Linked DNA regions of Zea mays: region 1 is linked to region 2. Evidence: chromatin contacts called from public Hi-C data. All regions are on one chromosome and are shown on one strand. The core of a region is the stretch at or near the end of the contact, and the rest is flanking DNA. Distances in the headings are between cores, read along the strand shown. Region 1 holds the start of LOC100193484. Region 2 holds the start of LOC100279912.

What was found. Hi-C and Micro-C count contacts between places; a contact is called where the count stands out from the background.
Region 1: a contact with region 2 is called in a Hi-C map of bundle sheath, with 2.5 times the contacts expected there. The contact joins the promoter of LOC100193484 here to the promoter of LOC100279912 in region 2. A contact is called at or near these places in 5 of 25 Hi-C or Micro-C datasets (bundle sheath, ear, leaf and 1 more).

The regions. Positions count from the first base shown.
Region 1 is chr9:160,658,385-160,662,674 of Zm-B73-REFERENCE-NAM-5.0, forward strand. It overlaps LOC100193484, which reads left to right and starts at 2,719. Exons shown (of 8, transcript NM_001352770.1): 1 at 2,719-3,058.
Region 2 is chr9:160,348,053-160,352,255 of Zm-B73-REFERENCE-NAM-5.0, forward strand. LOC100279912 reads right to left here and starts at 2,649. Exons shown (of 7, transcript NM_001152864.1): 1 at 2,642-2,649; 2 at 2,200-2,525; 3 at 545-822; 4 at 53-415. The coding sequence starts at 2,356.

The DNA.
Region 1 (4,290 bases), core at 1,469-3,968, 310 kb after region 2:
TCGTTAACACGCAGCAGGCCCCTACCTGGCGCGCCAACTGTCGGCGTTTCGGACCTGGGGGGTCCCTGGACCGACGAGTGAGATTGTCGCTGCGTGCCCCTGCCCAGATGGGTTGGCGCGGGATGGAACACAAGATGTGGGGCAAGCCTTGTATTATCCTGCACTAGGGTGTTGCTCGTAGTAGGGGTTACAAGCACGTCGCGAGAGGGAGAGAGAGAGAGGGAGAGGGAGCCCGTTCGTCCGCTCCTTCCCCCGCGCGAACCCCCCTCCAGGATGGCCCTGTACCTCCCTTTTATAGACGCAAGGAGAGGGTCCAGTCGTACAACGGGGGGTGTAGCTACGCGCTAACGTGTCCGGCAGAGAGATGCCTAAGCCTTGTGTACATGCCAACGTGGTTGTCGGGGGAGAGCTTGAGCCCTGTACACGTGATGGCGTGGCCGTCGGAGGAGCGCCTAAGTCCTATAGGGGCACAGCTGGCAGTGCGGCAAGGATCCTGCTGACGTCTCCTTGCTGCCGTAAGGGGCTGAGAGCCACCGGCGTCATGGCGCACGCGGGGCACCATCATTACCCGTTGCCGGGGTAAGCCAGATGGGACGCCGGTCTTGTTTCTTGTAGCCTGAGCTGGCTAGGGATAGAGTAATGATGTATCCCCTGTTGGCGCGGTCGGTCCGAGCCCAAGGTCGGGCGAGGCGGAGACTTCTCTTGAGGCCGAGGCCGGAGTCGGGCGAGGACGCGATTCCTCCCGAGACCGAGGTCGAGGCCGAGTCCGGGGGTCGGGCGAGGCAGAGACCTCCTCCCGAGGTCGGAGCCTGAGGTCGGGCGAGGCGGAGACCTCCTCCCGAGGGCGGAGCCTGAGGTCGGGCGAGGTGGAGCTTCCTGTTGCGCCCGAGGCCGAACTCGGTGGTTGATCGTGACTTCTTGTCAGTCTTCGCCTGGGTAGTTGGCACGACAGTCGGAGCGGGGCGAGCGACGCTGTTTTTCTGTCACATCGGACAGTAAAGAAGAGGGGCGAAGTGACTGTGGTCACTTCGGCCTGGCCGACTGAGGCGCGTGTGTCAGGATACGGCGTCAGGCATCCCCTGCATTGAATACGCCTGCGAAGCGGTCGGTTGGTGAGGCGGTCTGGCCAAGGTTGCTTTACAACAAAGCCTGCCCGAGCCGGGCTTCGGGAGAGCTGAGGGGGTGCCTGCTGCCGGAGGCAGCCCTCGGGCGAGGCGTGAACTCGTCTGGGACTACTGCTCCAGCCCGAGGCTGGGCTCGGGTGAGGTGGCGTCCCTTGGGTAGACGAAGCCTTGACTTGAACCGCGTCCGTCAGTTGGTCTGAGGGTGTTTACCAGCCGTGATTAGGAGTGTTGGGGGTACCCCTAATTATGGTACCCGACATGAACCAACTCGAATCTTTGAATCCAGCAAATTTTGACAAAGTTTTGAAATGAGAGGAAATGTGCTGCTCTCGGCCAGCAGCGCGGCCGGTTTTATAGGCCTCCGTAGCTCGGCGCCAAGATGTGTGGCGCCGAGCTACGAGGCCGCGTCGACGCCGCGTCAGTGCCATGTCAGCCCTAGGCGCAGGGAGCCGTTATAGCCATGTCACAGCTCGGCGCCATAGGCTGTGGCGCCGAGATGTGTTACCTCGGCGCCACAGCCTATGGCGCCGAGTATCGGGTCCAAAATTGTATATAAAATTTCTAGAGGCCCAAACATAAATATTTTTCAAAAATAAGGCTGAAAAAGAAAAACTTCGGATATGACGGGTACAGGTTTGGAGGAGTTAAATACGAACCCAATTACCGATGGGACTGGCCGTTCCAAAAGTCTTCCAGCCATTTGTGGACCGCGGGCTGCTGACATGCTATTGAGTTGTGGGCTGAAATGCTAATCATAGAAGCCCAAACAGCGGAACACAAAAAACACAAAAGTAAAAAAAAGAAAAAAAGCTACAAACTTTAAGGATCTATTTGGTTAGGCTTATTTTGGTCCGTAACCTGACCTGTTCCTTTTGTTTGTTTCGGACGGTCCGTGATCCATCACGGTGGTGGGAGTCGGCTGCGTCCCATTGCATCTCATTACCGGCACCGCTCGGTTTACGGCGCAGTCAGATCCCTCAACGCGACGGCCGTGTCCACCACGCGACTCCACCCTACTCTTCTCCACGCGACTGCAGAGCGACGATCGCAGGCGCCGCCATCGCACAATCCATCGTTGCTGCCTCCTGGTGCGTCCTCTCTCCTCTCCCTCTCCGTCTCCGTCTCAAATCATTTACCCAAACTCTAACCCCCAATGCTATCTAATCTCTAATCGTTTGCCCTTGCCCCTTGGCCCTTACGGAGCCGCAGAGGCTCAGCCGCCGCTCTCTGTGCGCCGTCGACCACCTCTCCACTTGCAGTCGTGTTGGCCGCCGCCTACCGCTCCCTGTGCGCCGTCGGCCGCCTCCCCACTTCCGCCCCCCCCCCCCGCCGTGCTGCCATCAGGTTGCCCTGCTCCCTGCACGCCGAGCCGTCGCTTGGTTGCTCTGCTCGCTGCACGTCAGTCCGCCTGGCCCTGGTATGTTGATGAAACTATGCAATATGCATGCTGAATTGTGTCCTGTGACGTGACTGTACAGTCGGGTCAAGAATGTTGTACCCGAAGTCGAGTTCGGATACGTGGATATGTTTATGAGTAGGAGTCTGGTGATTTAATGTCCTACCTGTCCTTGCGGGGTCCATATATTCCTCTTGACATCGAGCAAGGCAGCAATCACAAAGCGGAACGGCACCCTAGGGCAGCGGGAGCCCGCAGCGCACACCGTCGTGCCGCCGTCCGCCTGCCCCCCCATCGCCCTGCGCCGGTGCTCCAGGCGCGTCTCGCCCGACTCAGCTACGCACTTCCGCTGGCCACCCGCGGCCTGTTGGGCGGCTCGACCTCGTTCCCGCCCTTACCCTCGTCGCATCGGCCTCGCAGCCTCGATCGAGGCCGACGACCTCCAGCGACCTACTGCCCAGGCCCAGGTAGAGCGCTAGGGGCCTCCAGTCAAACCCATCCTTGCCGTTGCCGGCCGATTTGGTTTCTTGCTTTAGAGGTAATCAAATGCCCCCCCCCCCCCCCCCCCCCCCCCCCTCCTCCTCCCGCGCGCCCTTTACCTTTGATCTTTGCAATGTTCTGTAAAACAATCCTTGATGAGTTCTTGTTTTGTTGGTAGGTAGTTTAGTAGTTGATAGCCTCAGTTCTTTAAAAATTGAAGAAGTCAATGTCGATTGATCTCAAATCTATGTGGAAACTGTAGACAAATTGTTAGTGTTAGTTGTACCAACTGGTACCAGAGAGTGTGTTTTCAGTAATGAATGAATTGTGTGAGAAGAACAAGTTGAGAAATACGATGGGAGTCCAATACTTTAATGATTGGTAGGTCACATTGAGCGTGAATTATTTTTGCAAGTCAAGGATAATGACATCATCAATCCGCTATCAAGCCATTAGGGACCGGAAAAGTTAGAATTAATTTGTAATTTCCTTCCAATATTCTGCTATATCTCTTTGTTACGTGACACCTTAGTTTGAACTCTATGTGCCCTTTATTTAAGCCCTTCTGAACTTTTCATATCTTTAACTAAATATTTTCTACGGTACGGGCATACCTATGGGTGACAATGGGCTCTAAATTTCACACTATAAGATTTAAGGACCGGACCCTATTTTTATTCATTTTTGAACTAATATTTATTTCGGGCCCTACCATTTTGTGAAGAAGCATTTGGATCGTAATCCATTACCACCCCGAGGCATACCCAACTAGGTCTGCCACAGGAAGCACGCCACTTCCCATTGCCCCTCCCCATTGTGGATCCGTGCTGTTCGCGTCGTCCACACCAAAGTGTGCCTCCCCTTTGTGGAGCCGTGCTGCTGCCTCACCATGCTGGAGCCATGCCCCCCCAACCCTTGCACTGCCTGTATCTCGCCTGCACGCGTGGAGGATCAGATGTGACAGCGTTTGACAAAGACCAAGAGGGATTCAGGGATGTCCCCATGCCTTCGATTCAGACGGCTGGCTCTGTCCCACATCTTCGGGGTATATTCCTCAAATGGGGTGATCCCATCCCCTTCCATCCTTGAAGCCAAACACATAGTTAAAGGTAGACAGCAGTCTGTTTACATGCCGATTCCATGGCTTGGTTTTTTGACATTAAATGTTGGCTTGTGATAGTGAGAAGTAACCGGTCCAATCACATGCCGATTCCACAGCTCATTTTTTTACCTTAAATGGTTGGTTCTGCCAGTTGAGAAGCTACCGGTACGATTACATGCCGATTCCAC
Region 2 (4,203 bases), core at 1,399-3,898:
AATTAGTGTTCTTTGCCGTGCTGAAAATACTAGCATTCTTTGTAGGGTATACCTTGGATGGGAGGCATGAGAAGCTGGAAGAAGCTGGATTCGTGAAGAAAGGATTGGTTGCGTTAAAGGCGTCTTCGCTCAGAAACTGCATCCATTTGGCATCCTCGTGAGGTGCACTCATCTGCATCCCGAACAACCCACCATGCATGGAGGAGTCCATTGGCGCCTCTGTCGGGAACGAGAAACTGCTGCTGTCGAAGTCATCACCTCTAACATCACTGGACAAGTCCAGCGTTGGGGAGCGCTCAACGCTGCTTCCCATCCACTGAGTTTGCTCGATGGGGTGGTGCACTGCGCCATAATGCTCTATGATTTTTGGCCCAGGCGCTGTCTTCTTAAACACTCGGCACAAAGCATATGCGTCCTGTGAACACAAATGCAAGCAGTTCATATATGTCAGAGAAGCCTAAGCCCGTGTGATGTTTCATACTAGCTGCTGGTTAGGGGTTTCAGGAAATAAAAAGAAGGGTTCAACAAGTGTGTAACGTTGCACCTGTAAGCCAGTGTCAGTCTCGCATTCCCTCTCGTCGAGGCGGTACTCATGCATGACCCAATCAGTGCGAGAACCATGTGGAGCTCGGCCCCGATAGTACACCAGGGTCTTCTTCATACCAACTGCACGCCTATGCGAGTTCACTTTTCTGTCCTTCCCAGTTGCCTTCCAGTACCCAGATTTTGTTGCGCGGTTTGTCCTCGATCCATTTGGGTACTTGCGGTCCCGAGGGCTGAAGAAGTACCATTCAAGGTCTTTGCTCGGAAGAAATGATTTTTCTGCACATTTAATTAAGGGAGATGTCAGATATACAAAAAAAAATGTACAGCATAGATGTGAAAATTTATCTGCATGGGTATGTGATAGTCATTATTAGAATTCAAAGTTAACCAAGATATAGACTACCATATATAGTTGAAAATGGAATTAGGCCAATATCATTTTGTATCTTGGAGGCTGTGCACTTTAGTTCATTTTCTTGACATCTGTCCATCTCAAGCCCCTTTCTTAGTTTCTTGCTTTATTTTGCCACTCTAAGATGATAAAAAGAATCATCTTTATTTTATTTTTTCATTCGATCACTGTTTCTAACAGCACTCAATTCGTACAATGCTATGGGTAATTTTTAGTAGGGAATATATATATGACTGGCAATCTTGAAAGCCAACAAGTGGATAAAGAGAATATATCTTTTCTTGAAATCTATGTGAGACTGACATGACCCAAAATATATAAGCTTTAGCTTTGTTGTTACTGGGATAAAGGATTTCCTTTCCTTTTCAAGCAACCCAATGCATGATAACCTTTACACTTGGCAGAATTTGCCATGCCTTCGTGTTATTTTCAGCCAAAAAGCGCAAGATATATCTATATTCATGCTTTCGGTGTGCATGAAACATTTCAAAGAAAACAAATTCCGTAATATGGTTAATCTCAGTTTTATTTCCAAATCAGTATGGAAAATATAGCTTTTATAAACATGCTCCTTTTTATTATTGCAAAAAAAAAAACAGAAACAGTGTCTGATATGCTTCAATCAAACGTAAATTGGAATTCTATAAAAATACATAATAACATAAATACATATAAAGCAAGCACTAAACACATAAAGCCATCCTATATAATAAACTGCGATTTGCAAGAGCTAGTGATGCCTATCAAGTATAGTATAGGTCTTCCGGTGAAGTGCCCACTAAGAAGGGAACATGAGCTTATTCTTTCCTCAAGAGCAAGGATTGAACAGTAGTAAAATAAGATTGCTTAGGGTGTGCACAACATGGCAACCAATACAAATATTTGAAGCTATATATGTATGTATGTGCTTCCCGTGTAGGGAAATAAAAGGTGTAAGATGTTAAAACCCTATTGCAAGCAAAATTGCAATTTAGTTTTGAAAGGACGGGCAAAATCTTCGCCGCAAGTTTTATTAAAAGAAATAAACAAGTATTGGGAATTACAAGTTGCAAATACATTAATTCGCAACAGAATCAGAACTTGGAAAGAAGGTGTTCCATAACTACTTAGGAATGCTTACATACTCTGGCCGATAATATATCAAGCAAACCAGTGATGATAGCTACTTCATAATGCCAACTTGGTTCATCAAGAGTCAAATATGAACAGCGAGATCAATCCTAGGATGGATATGCACATACCTGGCAGATCCCAGGGCTCACACTTGTAAAGATCAACCTCTGGAATGATTTCGAGCTCTATCTGTCTCCCGTTGATCTTCCTCTTAAGGTAGCAGATGATGAGTTCCTCGTCAGTGGGGTGGAACCTGAAACCAGGAGGCAAACTGACTGGCGCCATTGCTCCCTCTGCCCTTCCTCGCAAAAAAATCCTCACAGCAAAAGTCTGCTTGGAGCTTTGCAGTCGCCTGGCAGCAATGCTATCCGAAGCAAAAATTATGGACAGCCAACCAGGCCTGCTCAACTAGCTCTATATGAATGAATGGTCAGCTACAAATAATGTACACAGCCTGAAACACAAAAAAAATATAGAAGAGAGACGTAAGCTGCAGAAATTTAACCGAGATCGTCGTATGTAATGTAACAAAGAGGAGGTGCAGTAGACAGGCAAGAGGGAGAAGGAGACCTGGGCTAATGGCAGGCGCGCGCATGAGGAAGGAGAGAGAGGGAGGGAAAGGAGGAGGGGGAGGGGTTGTGGCTTTATAGCAAAGTTTGGGAGATTATTTTATGCTGGGATTCTTGTCATCTTTCACATGAAGCTATATTACCCCTCTCTCTCTCTCTCTCAAACTTTGGCTTTTGCTTTTGCTGTGTCCTGCGTCAGTAGCTTTATATCGGTGAATAGAATAGAAATATCCCAATCTTCTCTTCTTGTCTTTGGCAGCCAAAGCGAGCTGGTGTAGCCGCAGCAGGACTGTAGGATCGGAAGGCCATTGGCTGCTTTGTGGGCCACCAGAGCAATGCCTAGTCAGCTCCCCCGTTGGAAAGGGTGAGGGGCCCAAGGTTGGTACTCGATTCCCCGCACCTTTTTCCCTTTGACGGTTTACGTCACGTTCCCACACGGACCCCCATGTAGATTTGCCGGCAGGTGGGGGCCTCCCTGCCTCGATGCCTGTGCCTGAATCTGCATGATTAGCAGCTAATCCATGTACAGTACTGTTTGTGCCGCCAGTACTTTTGCCAGAAGCGATTATCTGTCTCAACTGACTCTTAATTTTTTTTTTCCCCTGAAGCGGAGTGGCAACCAACCAACTCTGGGCTAAAGTTCGTCTGTGCTTCTGTCCCCCATGTTAATGCTAGCTAGAGGGGTGAATGTGTGCTGCATGCCATAGCCCATATGGTTACTGTTACTGGTCGGTGCACAATGGCTGCGTGCATGCCGGCAGTACGTAGCTCAGCTCACCTGCCGAAACAATGCCAAGAGACAAGCAAGTCAGTTGAGCGGATTCCCAGACGAACTTATTACTGATACCAGCAGAATCGAATGTAAAAACACTGTGCGATCCAATGTATCTGCTTGTGAGAACGATATATATACAAGCAAAGCATGATAGTTTGACATGCATGCTCCGGTTCAGGTAGCTGTGTTGCTAACTCGGATTCAGAGCACCGGAAACCCAGGCTTACATATACGCAAAAGGCTTCTGTTGGAGCTAGCGAGCGAGCGAGCAACCAGCAGATGGCAGATACTCCTCAAGGACCCCACTACTAGTACAAAGTGGACTTCGTTAACTTCACATCACATCTTGGCAGCCAAAATAGCATATCAAGAGATTAATTAAACCACCGCCCCCTGCTGAAGTCGGCAGGAACCTAAGACAAATAAGAGCCATTTTCTTCAAAAGAGCAGAAAAGGAAACTAGGAGGTCCAATTCAGAACACCGGAGCTGAATGAGACAGGTTGTCTTGTGCAGCTGACGACGGACGGACTGACACGGCCGATCTCAATTCTCAGTGTCCAATGAAATGAACTAGCCAGCCAATGATGGCGTTGGCCACGACCACGATCCCTCAGCAGCCAGCAGCAAAACAAAGGGAAAAAAAAAGGAAAGGTGGGTTATCCATGGAACGACCTACTGCGACGGCCAGACTTTCGACACGTTCCACTGCTAGGCCTACATGGCAAGGGCTGGGTCCCGGGAGCTTTCGGGGCCCCCCACAACTTGCGGCTGCTGATGCATAGCTTGT